Linked DNA regions of Mus musculus: all the other regions are linked to region 1. Evidence: chromatin contacts called from public promoter capture Hi-C data. All regions are on one chromosome and are shown on one strand. The core of a region is the stretch at or near the end of the contact, and the rest is flanking DNA. Distances in the headings are between cores, read along the strand shown.

Region 1 (3,894 bases), core at 1,168-3,667:
GACTGCTCTTTTGAAGGTCCTGAGTTCAAATCCCACAACCACATGGTGGCTCACAACCATCCATAATGAGATCTGACGCTCTTTTCTGTTGTGTCTGAACACAGCTACAGTGTATGTATAATAATAAATAAATCTTTGAGCTGGAGCAAGCAGGGACTGAACGAGCGGGGCTGACCGGAGTGAGCAGGGTTGACTGGAGCAAGCAAAGGTCCTAAAAATTCAATTCCCAACAAACCACATGAAGGCTTACAACCATCTGTACAGCTACAGTGTACTCATATACATAAAGTAAATAAAATCTTTTAAAAAAGAAATTAGGGCGTTATGATTTATCTGTAAGTCATAAGATACTTTTGCAAGGTTTTGGTCTGGTTAAGTAAGTTTTGAAGTGATCATTTTTTTAGGATTTAAAGGATCATTAGTATTTTAGTCATTGATTTTTTTGGCGGGGGAGGGGGGGCAGAGGAAGGAGGAGAGTGAGCCAGGGTTTCTCTGTGTGGCCCTGGCTCTTCTGGAACTCCCTCTGGAAAGCAGATTGACCTCCAACTCAGAGATTCACCTGCCTCTGCCTTGAGAGTGCTGGGATTAAAGGCAAGTGCCACCACTGCCCCAAGGTCCCCGGTTTGTTTTTCTGTCTGTTTATTTGTTTGTTTGTTTTAAAAACTTTCTTATGAAAAGCATTGGGAAGGGGTGGAGAGATGGCTCAGCAGTTAAGAGCACCGACTGCTCTTCTGAAGGTCCTGAGTTCAAATTCCAGCAACCACATGGTGGCTCATAACCATCCATAACAAGATCTGACTCCCTCTTCTGGAGTGTCTGAAGACAGAAGTGTCTGCAGTGTACTTACATATAAGAAATAAGTCTTTACAAAAAAAAAAAAAAAAAAAAAAAAAAAAGCATTGGGGAAAAAAAAGTCACAGAGCCAGACTACACAATTCAATGAACTTCCATTCAGGACAGAAGCTGTGGTGTTTTACACTGTCTCTCTCAGATATGTTTTTATGCACGTATCCTGTTGCTTTCAGAGGGACCCTCCCTATTACCAGTTGTATCCAGACTTAGTGCAGGATGGAGTGAAGACTGAGCTCTGAAGATCTGGTGAGGGGTAAAATATGTGTTTTCACAGGGGAGGCTGTCACTAGAACAAGTGTGGGTACATTTAAAACCCTCAGGCTGCTAAATTGGTTTCTTTATATCATCATCATCATCATCATCTAGATAATGTCTTGGGGTGATCCTTCTGCAAGCCTCTGGAGCGCTAGGATAATAGGTATGAGCCACCACCTCACCTATTCCTAAATTAGTTTCTTATTTGAAAAGCGGGAAGAGGTTAAAACAAAACAAAACAAAACAAAACAAAAACCAAACCTGGACAGGGTATCCCCTGACTGGGCTTAGGTGCTGTGTGCTATGGTGGGTTTGACTAACGGCAATACATCTTCCAATTTTTCATCAACAGCAGTTACTCTGATTTATGATCTTAGTCCTCAAAGCTGAGAAGCAATGGACACAACGGAAGTGAGTTAGCGCGGAGTCCTTGTGCATTCCTGACCCTCCAACCCATTCTCTTCGACTCACTACTTTTTTTGGCATGATTATATCCAGGAACAGGTCAAAGACTAAGGAAGAGAGCATCTCACACCTTTCAAACAAAGCGAAGAGAGAGTTCTTTCTGCAGCAGGCTCCTATGTCAGGATGACCAGACTGACTTCCACTGTCCTTGCTCACTGACCTAAGCGTATTCTCTCCTCAGAGTGCTTAGCTGTACACATTACATGTTTGTTGAATCCATTATCTGACTTCTCGGGACAGTGCTCTTTTTTTTTTTTTTTACCTTGTTTCGTACACTGATCCCAGCCTCCCTACCAAGTGTGAATCAAGGAGATCTTTCCTTCCCGGATTTTGGGTCAGAGCCCGCAGGAAGTAGGACTGCCGCGCATGTTTACTGAGTAAAAGATTTTAAAGAGTAAGAAGCAGCACGCCATTCAACATTCTTTGGATGAGGCTCAGAGGATTTAGGTCTCAAAACAATGGTCTTCTTCCCCAATTCAAGGTTAGGCTGCCTTGTTCCACACGGTCACCCCAGCTCCAAAAAGTGCCGAGGAACACGCTCCCGGAAGTCAGCAGGTGCACTGATTGGTCAGGTGTCTGTCCTCCCAGCACGGGTGGCCGCGAGTCGATACTCGCTGACCCCAAGTCTCCTCTCGGGGAAGCGAGGGACCCAGAGCCTCGCCATTCAGTGTCAGGAACGCGCTCTCCGCTCCGAACTCGCAACCCGAGCCCGAGCTCCACGGTCGGACTACAACCCCCGAGAGGCCCTGCGCGGGCGGCCGCTGATTGGTTGCTCGGCTGTGCGTGGGAAGGGGGCACCGGGCTCGAGAGTGGGAGAGACACACAGTCTGCGCGTGCGCGCGACGGGCGCGATGGCTGCGCTCGCCGGGTTAGGGGTTCTCGGCGCCGGGCGCCATCTGTGGAAACTGCCTGTGCGCCTGTCTGCGGGGCTCCAGGGCTGCGGGCCCCGGAGGGGCTACATCGCGGGCAGCGCTGAGGTGAGGACGCATGGGGTCTGCACTCGCAGGGCCTGCGGGCGGGAGGGCCGTGCGGGCCACTGAGCATCCTGGCCTGGGGCCGCCCTCCCGGAGACCGTGGAGCCGCGGAACCCTTCGTCCTTCCCGAAGCGGTGTCCGGGTGCGCACCTTCCACCCGCTGGAAGAGTCCTTGTCCGGAGAAAAACCAACCCCAGGTCAGCCTCGGGTGGGTTCGCAGCTCCTTCCCGCGCGTCAGGAATGTGCCTCAGCAGTTAATTCGTTTCCACTTCTGCTCGAAGTAAGGGTTCGCGGATTCTTATTTCTAAAAAGGTAACTGTTTGAATATGGCCAGTAAACTGTACGGCTCAGGTGTGCAGCCATCAAGGCAAAGGAACTGTTATCATCATCATCATCATCATCATCATCATCATCATCATCATGTGTTGTGTGTATGTGAGACAGAGGGAGAGGGAGAGAGAAAGGAGTAGTAGGCAGGTTAGAGAACAACTTTGGGGTTCTCACCTTCCAGTGTGTGTTATGTGGAACTCATCTTCAGCCTTGTTCAACAAACTTTTAACAGCTTAGCCTTCTTGCTGGGCTTTGATTTTTTTTTTTTTTAATGTGAGTTTCCAAAAATTATGAGAGAGTATGAATTCCATATTTTTATTTTTCAAACAACTAATCACTTCGTTTTGGCGCACCTGCTTCTCTCTCCCGCTTTATGGCTGTAATACTTTAAATCCTGGAGTTTTTATTATTTAAACCCTAAACTGTGTGGGAAGCTTTAAAAGAGGCGTTTTACACTGAACCACAGTGCTATTACCATGCCTAACACACTTCTCTCGACTTATTTTGAAATTATAAGTGAATAGATTTGTTGTGTGTTTGTGTGAGAAGCCACAATACGTTCCCTAACTGACCTGTAGACCAGGCTAGCCAAAAGTCCTTGCTGACCCATCCACCTGCCTCTGCTTCCTAGGTGCTGGTTTTCAGGCATGTGCCACTAGGCCCGCTTTCAGGGATCCAGAGCAGTGTTGCTTGGATTCACAATGGGACAGAAATGAAATTGAACTGCTATCTCAAGGGAAGTGCGTCCCAGCTATCCTTGGGGTCACACAACAGCCATTACTGAACCCCTAGAGGGGTCTAAGCATGGTGTTTATAGAGAAATCCTACCCTCTTAGCTTTTCAGACCTGTATGCTGATTCTCTGTGGGAAGAGTAAGATGAGAAAATCAGACCAAAACTCTGAAAAAAAAAGTAAGGGCTTCTATGGGCCCTCTGAAATTTACCCATGAGTCCTAGGAATTTTTTGAGTTTTTGAGGGAAGGGCTGCAGGAATCCTGAGAGAGCACTGAGTATGAATG
Region 2 (3,960 bases), core at 1,058-3,557, 93 kb after region 1:
CAAAACATTCAGCACTGACTAGAATAAGACCAAGCTGCCCAACAGACAGGGACAAGTCCCAACATGGAGGAAATATATTATCTATTTGAATAGAAGAAAAGTGGAAGATATGTTTAGGTGAGAATGAAGAAGGAAGTGCTAACTCCTTGTACTACAAGGAAGGAATGGGATTTCTTTATCAAAAAGCAGAAAGAAAATGCAAGCTTCCAAATGGATTTCTGATGCTCAAACTCTATCATACGCTGCTGGTAACAGTAAATATATATATATATATCTATATTCATATATGTATATCAAAAAAGGAAAAATAATCTATAGAACAGTCAGTAGTCAGAGACATTTAGAAAAAAGTAAAAACAAGTCTTTCTTTTTAAAAATGGGTTTACTAGAACAGCTTCACACCCAGAGGACCTACAGCCCCACATCCTCTGATGAAGCCATGGTGTTATTCACAAATATCTGCTGAGGCCATGTTGGAAACTACAGGCATTGGGGTTAGGGCTGCAAGGCAAAAGCTGTTATCTGCCAGTCTTGCTCATGGCCATGCGTGAAGCATGGTGGAGTCTGGAATACTTGTGAATGAGGGTTTCCCAGATAAGCATGCATCACCGAGGCTCAGTAAAACATTCTCATTAGTCATCCCTACTCCCTCCAGAAACCTGGATCTGTGTACCTACCTTTCTTTTCTAAAACACAGACCCAGATGGACTTCTCAAACCAATGGCCTACTTGCCTTGAAGTAAGAAAAAACCAAACCAAACCAAACAAACAAACAAAAAAAAAACCCCTTCTTCCCAGAATCCAGTCTAATCAGATATTCTAACCTGCTTGACATCCTCCTGAGGAAAGTGAGGGGATCTTTTGGAGGATTTTCTTATTGGTCTAAATAAACACAAGCAGCTGAGGTCATAGACTGCACTGCCACTCCAAGACTTCTAGAAGGGATAACTTTGGCCTGCTTCTCTTAACTGGATCAGTAGGGCATAAATGTCAGTAATTACAAAGTTGTGCTCTGACTCCTGTCCAATTATCCTAACTAAGGATATTTAAACGGTCAGGGCCTTCCAATGGCACCACCTGTAGGTTGTAACCGTCTACAACAAGTATCAGTTGGTCGAAAGCCACTTCTTATATGCCCCACTAAGCACATCAATGTATTAATGCCAAACAGCCTCCTGAGAGTTCCATTAGAACCTGACCTTAATTCAGCAAACCACACTCAACGAATCAAGAGTTGAAATACTTGGCTGCTGCACCAAAGAAGACATCCTCTGCACAGATGATAAGAGAATGGAGCCCACACAATCCATGCAGAGAGGAAGCCAGCACTAAGAGGACTTTTTCTGAAGTCCATTCATCTTTGGAAACAACATTCTGAGTGGTCGGAACCACTCTGCTTGATGAGTAAGGTCTCAATGTGGTCCACTTCCCCCCATGTTGCAAGCTAACCAGACATCTGCTAACTGGTCTCTTTAAGATCCTCCATTGGTAGTTTGTAGCTCATTAGGAAGGGAGGAGGTGGTGCTTGGCCTGGGCTATCTGGCCCCTGCTTCTTTGCACAGTTTATACAGATGTAATCTTCATTTTCAGCCATTTCTGCGGATACACCAACACAAACTTGATGAAACCACTCATCACAGCCACCATCACACTGTACCCAGTCTACCTGTAGGAGATAAAGATTGGGAGATGTTTAGCATCATAACAGTAAGGCCAGAATAAAAGCAAACCAGAGAACTTTCTTGGAATTAGAAGAGCAAACAACTGGGATATCCAGAGATAGATATGACTTCTTATGGGGTTATTTTTCAAAGAAAGAAGCTGAGAAGTTAATACCCCCAAATTATATTTTACCATAGTGTGTCCACAAAATTAGGCCTCTTAGGTACTCCATTCCCTCATGAATACCTGGGGTTCCTTGTGAGGCAGAAACATGATTGGGGAATACTTAACAAAAAAGAAATTTCTAATAGAGCAGCCAAGTAGTTTTAGCTAATATTAACAATTTCTAGGCTCTAAAATAATGCAATTAACAATCAAGAAAGGAAGAGGACAACAATGTGAGGCAATCCTGTGGATTAGCTTTATTTCAAAGAGATAAGCCAAAGTACTAAGAGCATTAAATACCTTTTTAGAAAAGCAGTCACATAGGCCACTTTTAAAACTACTATTTTTTATTCTTCTCTTCTTCCGTTACAAATACAACTCCCTATAAAAAGTTAGCAAATATCAGAGGTCAAATCTTACAAGTTAACCAATTACAACAGTCAAAGACACAGGTCAATAGATTAACTCTGGGGTTTAAAATTAGTCTGAGAAAGTGACAGGTGTCAGCGGCAGATGCCAGGCAAACACTGATCCTTCAGACCCTACAGTGACTAGGAGGGGCACAAAAGGGCTTTAGTTTGGTGACTTAAAACCTTGGCGCTAATAGTAAAGTAGGAAAGTAGTGCAACTTCAGGCTTTTCTGTTCAGAAGGCAACCTTATACTTAATGTCCTATCAGACAAGATCTATCATTACAATAGGGCTACGGGCATCCCCCTTCACAATACAAAGGCTGGTTACTGTGGTGGCAATACAGGAAGGCACTTAAAATCATAAGTTTTATTAGACCTTGGAGCAAAGAATTATGAAGGGATCAAAGAAGTCCCTTAACACAGCCAGAGGACAAAGGAGGCCTTGGCTAGGTAAATACGTTTTATTTAGGGAAAGTGAGTGGTTTTAAAATGCTTCCATAGCTTGTAAAACAAGTCATGTCAGTAAGTTTTGGGTTTATAATAAAGGATGGAAAAATTATAAAATATTGCGATTTGGCTTTTATTATCTTTTATCATTTCTGTTCTAAGCATTCTTAAATATTTGTATTGTTCTTAAATATCTGTTCATTTCCCCTCCTGTAATTAAATTCTTTAGGTGTTCCCTCCTAAGCATACAGTCTTACTATGTAGCCTAGGTTAGCCTCATCTTCATCTTTCAGTACAGCACTCTGCCAGGCTCAGACTTGAGATCCTCTTGTCTCAGCCTCCAGAGTGTTGGGATCACTGTGGCAAAATTTTAAGTTTATTAAGCAAAGGAAAGTACATATTCCAAGAACTAAGTGTGGACTTTAAGACATTCTAGATGATTCCTATGTATTTCAGACCACTGCTGTCTGTGATATTGCTTCCTGTAAATTCAGAGCAACTTAATTATTCCCAACTAAACTCAATTCCATGTTTTGCCTCAGAAGAAAGCAAAAGTATAGTTATGAAACTGATAACAGCCAGGCAGTAGTTAGTAGTGCTCACCTTTAGTCTCAGCACTCAGGAGGCAGAGGCAGGCAGATCTCTGAGTTCAAGGCCAGCCTGGTCTACAGGGTGAGTTCCAGGACACCCAGGGCTATATAGGAAAACCCTGTCTCAAACAAAATAGAACATCCCCCATCCCGCTCAAAGAAATAAAGAAAAGATCCTGCTGTAACCAGAGAAAAACTAGGATGTAACAGGCTGTAGAATAAAGGAAAGTCAGCACTTATAAATGCCAACTATTGCAAGGGAGCTGAAGAGGAGTGTTTTGGGTATTTGGAGTCTGTAAGCGAATTAGAAAAATGACCAGCTTTGTATGGGATTTGAAATCCTATGCTGTTTTATAATGACAGCCTATTAAATGAATCAAGTCTTCATTTATACTAGTCAATAGTAAAAAAAATGTTACCAGGAGAATGACAGCGGTTAAGAGCACTGACTACTCTTCTGAAGGTTCTTAGTTCGAATCCCAGCAACCACATGGTAGCTCACAACCATCTGTAATGAGATCTGATGCCCTCTTCTGGTGTGTCTGAAGACAGCTACAGTGTACTTACATATAATAAATAAATCTTAAAAAAAAAAGTTACTAAGTCAGATGTATCTGCTACCTACCAAAAAGAAAATTCTATGGTTTTTAAATCTATTTTTTTCAATGTATACACTGGTTTCAA
Region 3 (4,074 bases), core at 384-2,883, 94 kb before region 1:
GGGCAGAGACAGAACTCAGGAAGAAGCTGACTAGCAAACCTACCAAAATAGCAACCTCCGGGTTCAGTGGGAGACCCTGTCTCAGGGCATAACGCAGAGAAAGATAGAGGACCTTTGAGTTCTGCTTCTGGGCAGAAGCACATGCACTCATAGGAACACACACTGGAACACACACCGGAACACACACACACACCGGAACACACACCGGAACACACACCGGAACACACACCGGAACACGCACACACACACACACATCCCAATTTTTTTTTTTTTTTTTTTTTTGAGACAGGGTTTCTCTGTGTAGCCCTGGCTGTCCTGGAACTCACTCTGTAGACCAAGCTGGCCTCGAACTCAGAAATCTACCTGCCTCTGCCTCCCAAGTGCTGGGATTAAAGGCGTGTGCCACCACGCCTGGCCACACCAAATATTTTTAAAGGAGGAAGAACTACAGAAAGAGTTGTCATCTTCCTAGTTTTAGAGGAACTGCAGAAAATTCATCCCCATTCCAAAGACTGTGGCCCCAGATTTCTAAGCCTTTTGCAATTCCAGTATGCAGAGAGGCTGACCATTCCCAACCTGCTAGTAGATACGTAATTACTGTCTACCAGGGTGCTCTCCTGTGAGCCTACTAGCAAAATACCTGACCAGCAACATATTATACACGGAGAGATTAAGCCCAGCTGAGAAAGCCTTCTTAGAGTGGGCATGAGCATGGGAGGAGGGGAAAGGTGAGGGTCAGGCAGCAAGATGGCAGCTGGAAACTGTGAATACCGCCCCCGCCCCGTACCCACTGAGCGCTCCTAGTTTTTACCACCCCATCCCCAGGTACCTGGCACACTGTTTTACAATTAGCCTCTCATTCTTATACTAATTTTAAAAAATAATTTCATGTTTATTTCTTTAGGTACCTAAGTGCTTTCCTGACACATATGCATGGGTACCACCTGTGTGCAACTGGATTTATAAACAGCTGGGAACTGATGTGTTGGTCCTGAGAATTAAACCTAGGTTCTCTGCAAGAACACACTCTCTTAACTGCCAAAACTTCTCTCCTGTCCTATACATGATTTTTTTAAAACAAGTTGTATTTATTCTTATTTTATGTGTATGCACGGTACTTTACTTGTATGTATTTCTGTGCACCATGTGGATACAGTACCTGCAGCAGCAGGAAGAGATTGGACACCCTGGAATGGGAGTTACAGATGGTTGTGAGCCACCATGTGGGTGCTGGGAATCGAACTTGCGTCCTCAGAAACAACAGTCAGTGCTCTTCATTCTCTCATCTTTGTAACTTTAAATCAAGCTAGGTAAAATTAATTTTGCAATTTCAAGTTTGAAGAACAACAACAAAAAAAAAAACATCAAAGGAACACATGCTTATGCGTGAATCCCACACTAGCTGTCTCTGGGTGCCTTCACTGAGTAACCGGCCGTCCTGGGAGGGGTTTGCTCCTGCTAACCATGAGGATACAAGTCCAGGAAGAGAAGAGACAAGCAGGAGCAGGGCCGGGACAGGAAGACAGGACGGTCTGGCTCAGGGCCCAGGGTTCTTATCTCCTTTTAGTCTTATCTGCACAAATCCAAATCTGACCCCACGGGTTCGTTCTGCTTGATTGAGTACAAAATGTTTTAAAAGCAACCCCAGGAATTTACAGCTGGGAGTCACAGCATAGTAGCAGGGAAACAAGTCAGGCCTCCTGAGGCCCAAGCCGCCAAAGCTTTCTTTCCTGAATATTGATTCTTATTTTATGTGTATGAGTGTTTTGCTTGCATGCATAATGTGTACTATGTCAGTGCCTGCTGCCCATGCAGTCTGGAAGAGGGTCCTAGATTCTCTGTAAGTAAAGTTATAGTCAGTTGTGAGACATCATGTGGGTCGTAAGAACTAAACTTGGGAGAGCACTATTCTCTCTCTCTCTCTCTCTCTCTCTCTCTCTCTCTCTCTCTCTCTCTCTCCCTTTCTTTCTTCCAGATGTCTCTACATAGCTCTGATTGCTTGGAACTCGATCTGTAGGCCAGGCTGTCCTTGAACTCACAGAGATCTGTTGTTGCCTCTGCCTCTGGAGTGCTGGGACCTAAGGCTTATACTACCAGAAACAACCTAGCAAGTGTTATTTTTGATGGATGGGGTGCGAGAATAGATGGTTTTGAGACAGGGTTTCTTTGAATAGACCTGGTAGAATAAGTTGGCCTCAAACTCAAGAGATCTGCCTCTAGCAAATGTTCTTAATTGTTGAGCCATCTTTCCATCCTCTTGACACATCTTTAAAATTGAGGTTTTTTTCTTTACGATTAAAACTTGGGGGGTTGGGCTGGAGAAATGGCTCAGTGGTTAAGAGCACTGACTGCTCTTCCGAAGGTCCTGAGTTGGAATTCCAGCAACCACATGGTGGCTAACAACCATCTGTAATGAGATCAGATGTGTTTCTGGTGTGTCTGAAAACAGCTACAATGTACTTACATATAATAAATAAATAAATCTTTTAAAAAATTAAAATGAAAATTAAACTATGGTTGAAGTCAAGCAACAAGGTTTTAATCCCAGTACTCTGGAGGCTGAAAGGGAGGTTGATCTCTGTGAGTTCAAGGCCAGTCAGGGCTACATAGAGAAATCCTGTCTCAAAGATAAAAGCAATACTATGGCGGAGGAAGTGGCTCAGTTGATAGACTGATGGCTTCGCAGGTGTCTTAGTTAGGGTTTTACTGCTGTGAACAGACACCATGACCAAGGCAACTCTCATAAGAACAACATTTAAGGGCCAGGCAGTGGTGGCCCACACCTTTAATTCTAGCAGTTGGGAGGCAGAGGCAGGTGGATTTCTCAGTTCTAGGCCAGCCGGTCTATAGAGTGGGTTCCAGGACAGCCAGGACTACACAGAGGAAAAATAAAAAACAAACCCTATCTTGAAAAAAACCAAAAACCAAACCAAAACAAAACACCCAACATTTCATTGGGGCTGGCTTACAGATACAGTGGTTCAGTCCATTATCATCAAGGCAGGAACATGGCAGCATCCAGGCAGGTATGTGTGGTTGCAGTAGGAGATGAGAGTTCTACATCTTCATCTGAAGGCTGCTAGCAGAATACTTGCTTCCAGGCAGCTAGCTAGGTTGAAGGTATTGAAGCCCATCCCCATTCTGATACTTTCACCCCAGCAAGGCCATACATTTTTTTTTTCAGACAGGGTTTCTCTGTGTAGCCCTGGCTGTCCTGGAACTCACTCTGTAGCCCAGGCTGGCCTCGAACTCAGAAATTCTCCTGCCTCTGCCTCGGGAGTGCTGGGATCAAAGGCTTGTGCCACCACGCCCGGCTTAAGGCCATACATCTTAATAGTGCCACTCCCTGGGCTGAGCACAGTCAAACCATCCCAGCAGGTCTGGGGTCTAATCCTGTAGGGATCACACCACAGGCAGTGATGGCACAAACTTTGATCCCAGAACTTTGGAAGTAGAAGCAAGAGAATCCGAAGTTCAAGGTTATCCTCGGGTACAAGGCAAGTTGGTGTCTAGCCTGGCCTATGTAAGACCCTGTCCAAAATAAAACACAGCTGAGATTTGCAGCAGGTACCTACAACTCCAGCACTCAGGAGGCAGGAGTGGGAGGATCTTTGCAAATGTGAGAGCAGCCTAGTTGATGTGGCATGTTCTAAGCCAGGCAGGGCTGCATAGAGAGCCACTGTCTCAATACCAGCAGCAGCAACAAGAAAACATTTAGACAACTAGCCAGGCATGGTGTGGCCATGACAGCATCTTCCTGTAATCACAGCCATTGGAAAGCTGAGGCAAGATAACTGGTGAGAGGGCTGGTGAGATGGCTCAATGGGTAAGAGCACCCGACTGCTCTTCCAAAGGTCCGGAGTTCAAATCCCAGCAACCACATGGTGGCTCACAACCATCTGTAACAAGATCTGACGCCCTCTTCTGGAGTGTCTGAAGACAGCTACAGTTGTACTTACATATAATAAATAAATAAATCTTTAAAAAAAAAAAAAGATAACTGGTGAGAGTCGGAGGTCTGCCTGGTTCTACAGAGTGGGACTATCACAAAACCACAAAACCCATCAAATAATA
Region 4 (3,782 bases), core at 881-3,380, 68 kb after region 1:
AAGCCCAAAAAACCAAAAACCAAAATCTAAGTTAAAAATAAAAACTGTGACTGGGTCATGGTACTTGGGAGGCAGAGGCAGGTGGAGTTTGAGGCCAGCCTAGTCTAGAGTGAGATCCAGGACAGCCAGGGCCACACAGAGAAACCCTGTCTGGAAAACAAAACAAAAACAAACAAACAAAAACTCAAAATAAATAAATAAAAACTAAAACTAAACTAAAACTCAACTCAAAATAAATAAATAAAAACTAAAAAAACTAAGACCCCCAAGATTTATGGCAGGGACTGTAGCTGAGGGTCTGGGTGAACTTCCACAGACCTCACAGCCTAAAATTTTGGCTCAGCTCCCACCCATCTCTCTCTGCTGTTCCACAGATGCCCCCATCTTCCACTTGACCCTGCTTGTTTCAGGTACCGTTCCACCAGTGAGATTTTTGAACGCTTTAAGCGAAATGTTTCTGAGGCTCCTGGTTTGGAACAGAACTGCTCAAATGTCTTTTCAGTGAGAAACAGCCCAGCTGGGGGTCATTTTCTCCTCCCTGGATTCTGCACACACCGATTGTGCAAAGCACTCTTGCAAGACGTTCCTACATCCAAGACAACTTCATCCTGGACACTGCAGTCCCAGGAATCATCTTTCTCTACTTTCAGTTTACTTGTATCGTGAGGCCCTTGGCAAAGGACTAGCCAGACACAAACAGCAATCCTCTATGTTTTGACACTTTGGCCCTGTCTGAAGATGTCACTCTGACTTTCCCAGTACGGGGAGCACTATGACATTTCCCAGCAGCCCTCAGACTTTTTTAAAAAACACAGTTTTTCCAGTAAAAATAGTCACCCTCTCCCCACCCTCTTTTGGTAAATCTACAAAATTAGATAAGAACTATCCTTTTGTTTCATATCCTCCGACTCAGCGACTGGACACAGTTCCTGGGGTCAGCTGTGGAAGTGGAGGGGAAGGGGCTGGAAAAACCAGTGGAGGAAGAGAAGGCTTGAAGGGAGACAGGGAGGAAAGTTTATGCGTGGAACAGACACTAGGTTTTGCACAGGTTCGCTGTTTTTTTGTTATGCTTTGTTTTGACAGTAAGTAAGGTTCAACCGCCAGGGGTGTGTCAGTTTCCTAAGAGCGCAGCGGGGCGTGGGGGTGGGGTGGTCCTCCCTGGCAGTAACAAACTGGCAGACTTCCACACATGTTAACTCAATTTTGGCAGGCTCGGTTCTGGGACACACGTGGTGGTGAAAAAAAGATGGGATGGACGGCATCTTTCAACCCACATCCTGTTTGATTCCCCTGGGCACTGGGCTCGCCCGCACTACCCAACCTGTGGGGACCCCCGAGGCCAGGCTGGGGCACCTGAGCATGGGAGAGCTGGAGGATTGACTGCTCAGGAAGCAAGGAGTTAGGGGCCAGTCCAGATTATTTCAGCTCCTGCCAAGGTTAGGTCCATGTCCATCCCGAGCTGCCAGCCTCTGGTGCCTCCATCTTCCAATTCCGAGGCCCAGACGGAATTGTCACCCCGCCTCGCGCTACCAGTGACTCCGCCGCCCGCGTAGTTTCCCTAGAACTCCCCCTCACCGCGACTCCACTCCCGGAGTCGCTGCCAGCGCGCCTCCACGCTGCGCCCATGCCCGGGACCGTCCTCCGAGCCCCTAGGGCGGACTTTCAGCCTCCCCGGGCCCGCCAGAGCCTGGGCCGTCCGCCCCTTCGCACTCGCGACGGCTCTCAGCACCTTTGACAGCCCTCCGCACTCCCGACGGCCCTCCCGACGCCCGCCCCTCTGACACCTCTTCACCACCCTCCGCCGTCCTCTCCACCACCCCCGACGGCCCGGGCATCCCCGCTCCGCCCGGCTTCTCTCACCTCCTGCGCGCAGACCGGAGCCGGGAAGTCGAGGAGGCGCGGGGAGGCGCGGCCCGGGGCCAGAACGTTCAGCAGCAGAAGCAGCCATCCCAGCGCGGGCCCGGGGACGACCCGTGGCCAGCAGCGCCGAATCGCCATAGCCCTCGGCCCGGTCGCGGAGCGCTCGCAGCTGGCTCCGCGCGACAGCGAGGGCCCGCGATGGCTTTCCCGGCCGAGGACTGGCGCTCGTCGGCTTCACACGGCCTCCTCTGTCCCGCTTCCGGCTCCCCCGAGGGCGGGCCGCTCGGGGCGGGGCTTGGGTGGGGGCTGTCCTTCCTCTGGCCCCGCCTCCGCCTTGGCCCAGGTGTGCTCCTGGCCTCTTTGGCTCTCCTTGGATGTTGCTCAGCTAAGTAAGATAGGAGCCCAGGAACCCGTTTTAAGGAGCCGAGCCCCGCTGTCAACTTGCTGTGGAGCTATGACTGTCCTCGCCATCGTACCCTCCCGGTTTACACTGATCTGTTTCATCATTTTAGTCTAATTTCCGACTCGGGACTCCAAGGAGTTTGTTTGCTCAATCTCCCTTTCAGTTTTTATGGAGAAACAAGCCCATCGCATCGTCGTAATGCTTATTTCTCGTTTTTGTTTTTTTTGTTTTTTCTACAAAGTTCTAGTTTTTGATGGCCAGATCATGTAGCTTAAGTCTCATATAGCAAGTCCATGAAACTATATTTTTTCCCTTTCAGCGTTGAATCATACATTTGCACACTCAAAAACAAAACAAAACAAAACAAAACAAAAACCCAACAAAACAAAACAAAACCCTGGACAGTGAATTAGTCACCTCATGGCTGGACTAAAGCAAACACGGCATTCTGTAACAGAGATGTGTGTGTGTGGGGGGGGGGGGGTAGCATTGCTAAGTATGAAGGGTTAAAAGTGGATCAGAGGAGGGAAACGGAGACAGCCTGTGTAGACAGCCAGCTCTTTCAAGGAGCCTCACTGTGGCCTCGCCGAGTGCAGTTTGGCTGGGTAAGGTACACAGCATAGGAAGGTTTGAGGCCAGGCTGAGGGCAGAGGCGTGGAAGGATGGGGGACTGAGCAGTACAACGGACAGAGTCTCTGACAAGGCCTGGGGATGCCCTCTAGAACCCCCTGGAGAGAAAAAAAAAATTCAAAGAAGCCACTAGGAATTCAAATTTCTCCAAGACTAACACTTCTTGTAATGAAAATATGTGCTCATGGTTGCACCGCTGCTAAAAACTGCATTCTGGGTATCAACCGCAACATCTAAGAATGTGAGGCCACGATCTGACCACCTGGAGTAAGGCACAGGACCCCTTAACGTTGGGAATAAAACCAAGCGCGACTCTCACTGGATGCGCTTATGCGCTCAGTAAGACACGGCTGTACACCGTTTTGCAGAAGGAAACTTTTGTCTTACTGAAACCCTTTGGCTATTTTCTCAGACCCAACAAGGGGCTCTCTCTTTATTACCAAGGTTCTTGGGAGCTGATTCCCATCTCGGGAGGTGTAGTCGCCAGCGGCCACGGAGAACTGGGTTCCCGAAAGGAAAGCTGGGGTTGGATAGGAATGATGACTAGAGAAGAATGAGACCAAGACAAAGATTCTGATCAAGGCCCAATGTTTAATCCTTGAAATTTAAAGGGGGGGCCCCATCCCCCACTATGCCAGGATCTCGTGGGAAGCTGCAGAAGTGGCAGGACAATAGACTTTACCTAGGTCAGAAGACTCCACCCTAGGTGGGCTAGCCTACTGCAGCAAAACAAGGTCTAATTCAGCCCGCCCAAGGCTGTGGAGGGAGGGCACAGGGAGGTACACCCTGTTGTCTTGTGGGCTTGGATGAGGACCCACACTCTAATTTCTAGACTGACAGAAACCCCAAACCAGAAGTAAACCAGGACCGCAAAGCTCAAGTTAGCACC

Evidence for each region. Promoter capture Hi-C pulls out the DNA fragments that hold promoters and counts their contacts. Capture Hi-C pulls out chosen DNA fragments and counts their contacts.
Region 2: a contact with region 1 is called in a promoter capture Hi-C map of liver, with 2.0 times the contacts expected there. The contact joins the enhancer-like site here to the promoter of Hdhd5 in region 1. A contact is called at or near these places in 6 of 39 promoter capture datasets (the 3T3-L1 cell line, 3T3-L1-derived adipocytes, the C10 cell line and 2 more), 1 of 484 Hi-C or Micro-C datasets (cortical neurons), 1 of 115 datasets of contacts at active chromatin or transcription factors (the SCID.adh cell line) and 4 of 9 other capture datasets (adipose tissue, liver, macrophages and 1 more).
Region 3: a promoter capture Hi-C map of liver shows a contact between it and region 1, with 2.4 times the contacts expected there. The contact joins the enhancer-like site here to the promoter of Hdhd5 in region 1. A contact is called at or near these places in 5 of 39 promoter capture datasets (3T3-L1-derived adipocytes, the C10 cell line, liver and 1 more), 1 of 15 datasets of contacts at CTCF or cohesin (pro-B cells), 5 of 484 Hi-C or Micro-C datasets (centroblasts, centrocytes, liver and 2 more), 2 of 115 datasets of contacts at active chromatin or transcription factors (embryonic stem cells and trophoblast stem cells) and 2 of 9 other capture datasets (liver and pancreatic islet).
Region 4: a contact with region 1 is called in a promoter capture Hi-C map of adipose tissue. The contact joins the promoter of Il17ra here to the promoter of Hdhd5 in region 1. A contact is called at or near these places in 4 of 39 promoter capture datasets (the 3T3-L1 cell line, 3T3-L1-derived adipocytes and macrophages), 3 of 484 Hi-C or Micro-C datasets (CD4 T cells, embryonic stem cells and uterus), 6 of 115 datasets of contacts at active chromatin or transcription factors (CD8 T cells, effector CD8 T cells, embryonic stem cells and 1 more) and 2 of 9 other capture datasets (adipose tissue and liver).

What each region holds. Positions count from the first base shown.
Region 1 is chr6:120,529,822-120,533,715 of GRCm38.p6, reverse strand. It overlaps Hdhd5 (haloacid dehalogenase like hydrolase domain containing 5), which reads left to right and starts at 2,417. Exons shown (of 8, transcript NM_144815.2): 1 at 2,417-2,549. The coding sequence starts at 2,424.
Region 2 is chr6:120,436,693-120,440,652 of GRCm38.p6, reverse strand. Kdm5a (lysine (K)-specific demethylase 5A) reads right to left here. Exons shown (of 28, transcript NM_145997.2): 28 at 1-1,666. The coding sequence ends at 1,460. Among named protein-coding and RNA genes, the nearest start is that of Il17ra, 25 kb to the left of the region's middle. Within about 2 kb of position 2,307, at least 3 of the 459 cell types and tissues checked have an H3K27ac peak or open chromatin away from gene starts, as enhancers often do. A contact at or near this core is called in liver, where this site is marked.
Region 3 is chr6:120,622,775-120,626,848 of GRCm38.p6, reverse strand. No RefSeq gene overlaps it. Among named protein-coding and RNA genes, the nearest start is that of Cecr2, 42 kb to the left of the region's middle. Within about 2 kb of position 1,633, at least 9 of the 459 cell types and tissues checked have an H3K27ac peak or open chromatin away from gene starts, as enhancers often do. A contact at or near this core is called in liver and pro-B cells, where this site is marked.
Region 4 is chr6:120,461,545-120,465,326 of GRCm38.p6, reverse strand. Il17ra (interleukin 17 receptor A) reads right to left here and starts at 2,130. Exons shown (of 13, transcript NM_008359.2): 1 at 1,861-2,130. The coding sequence starts at 1,998.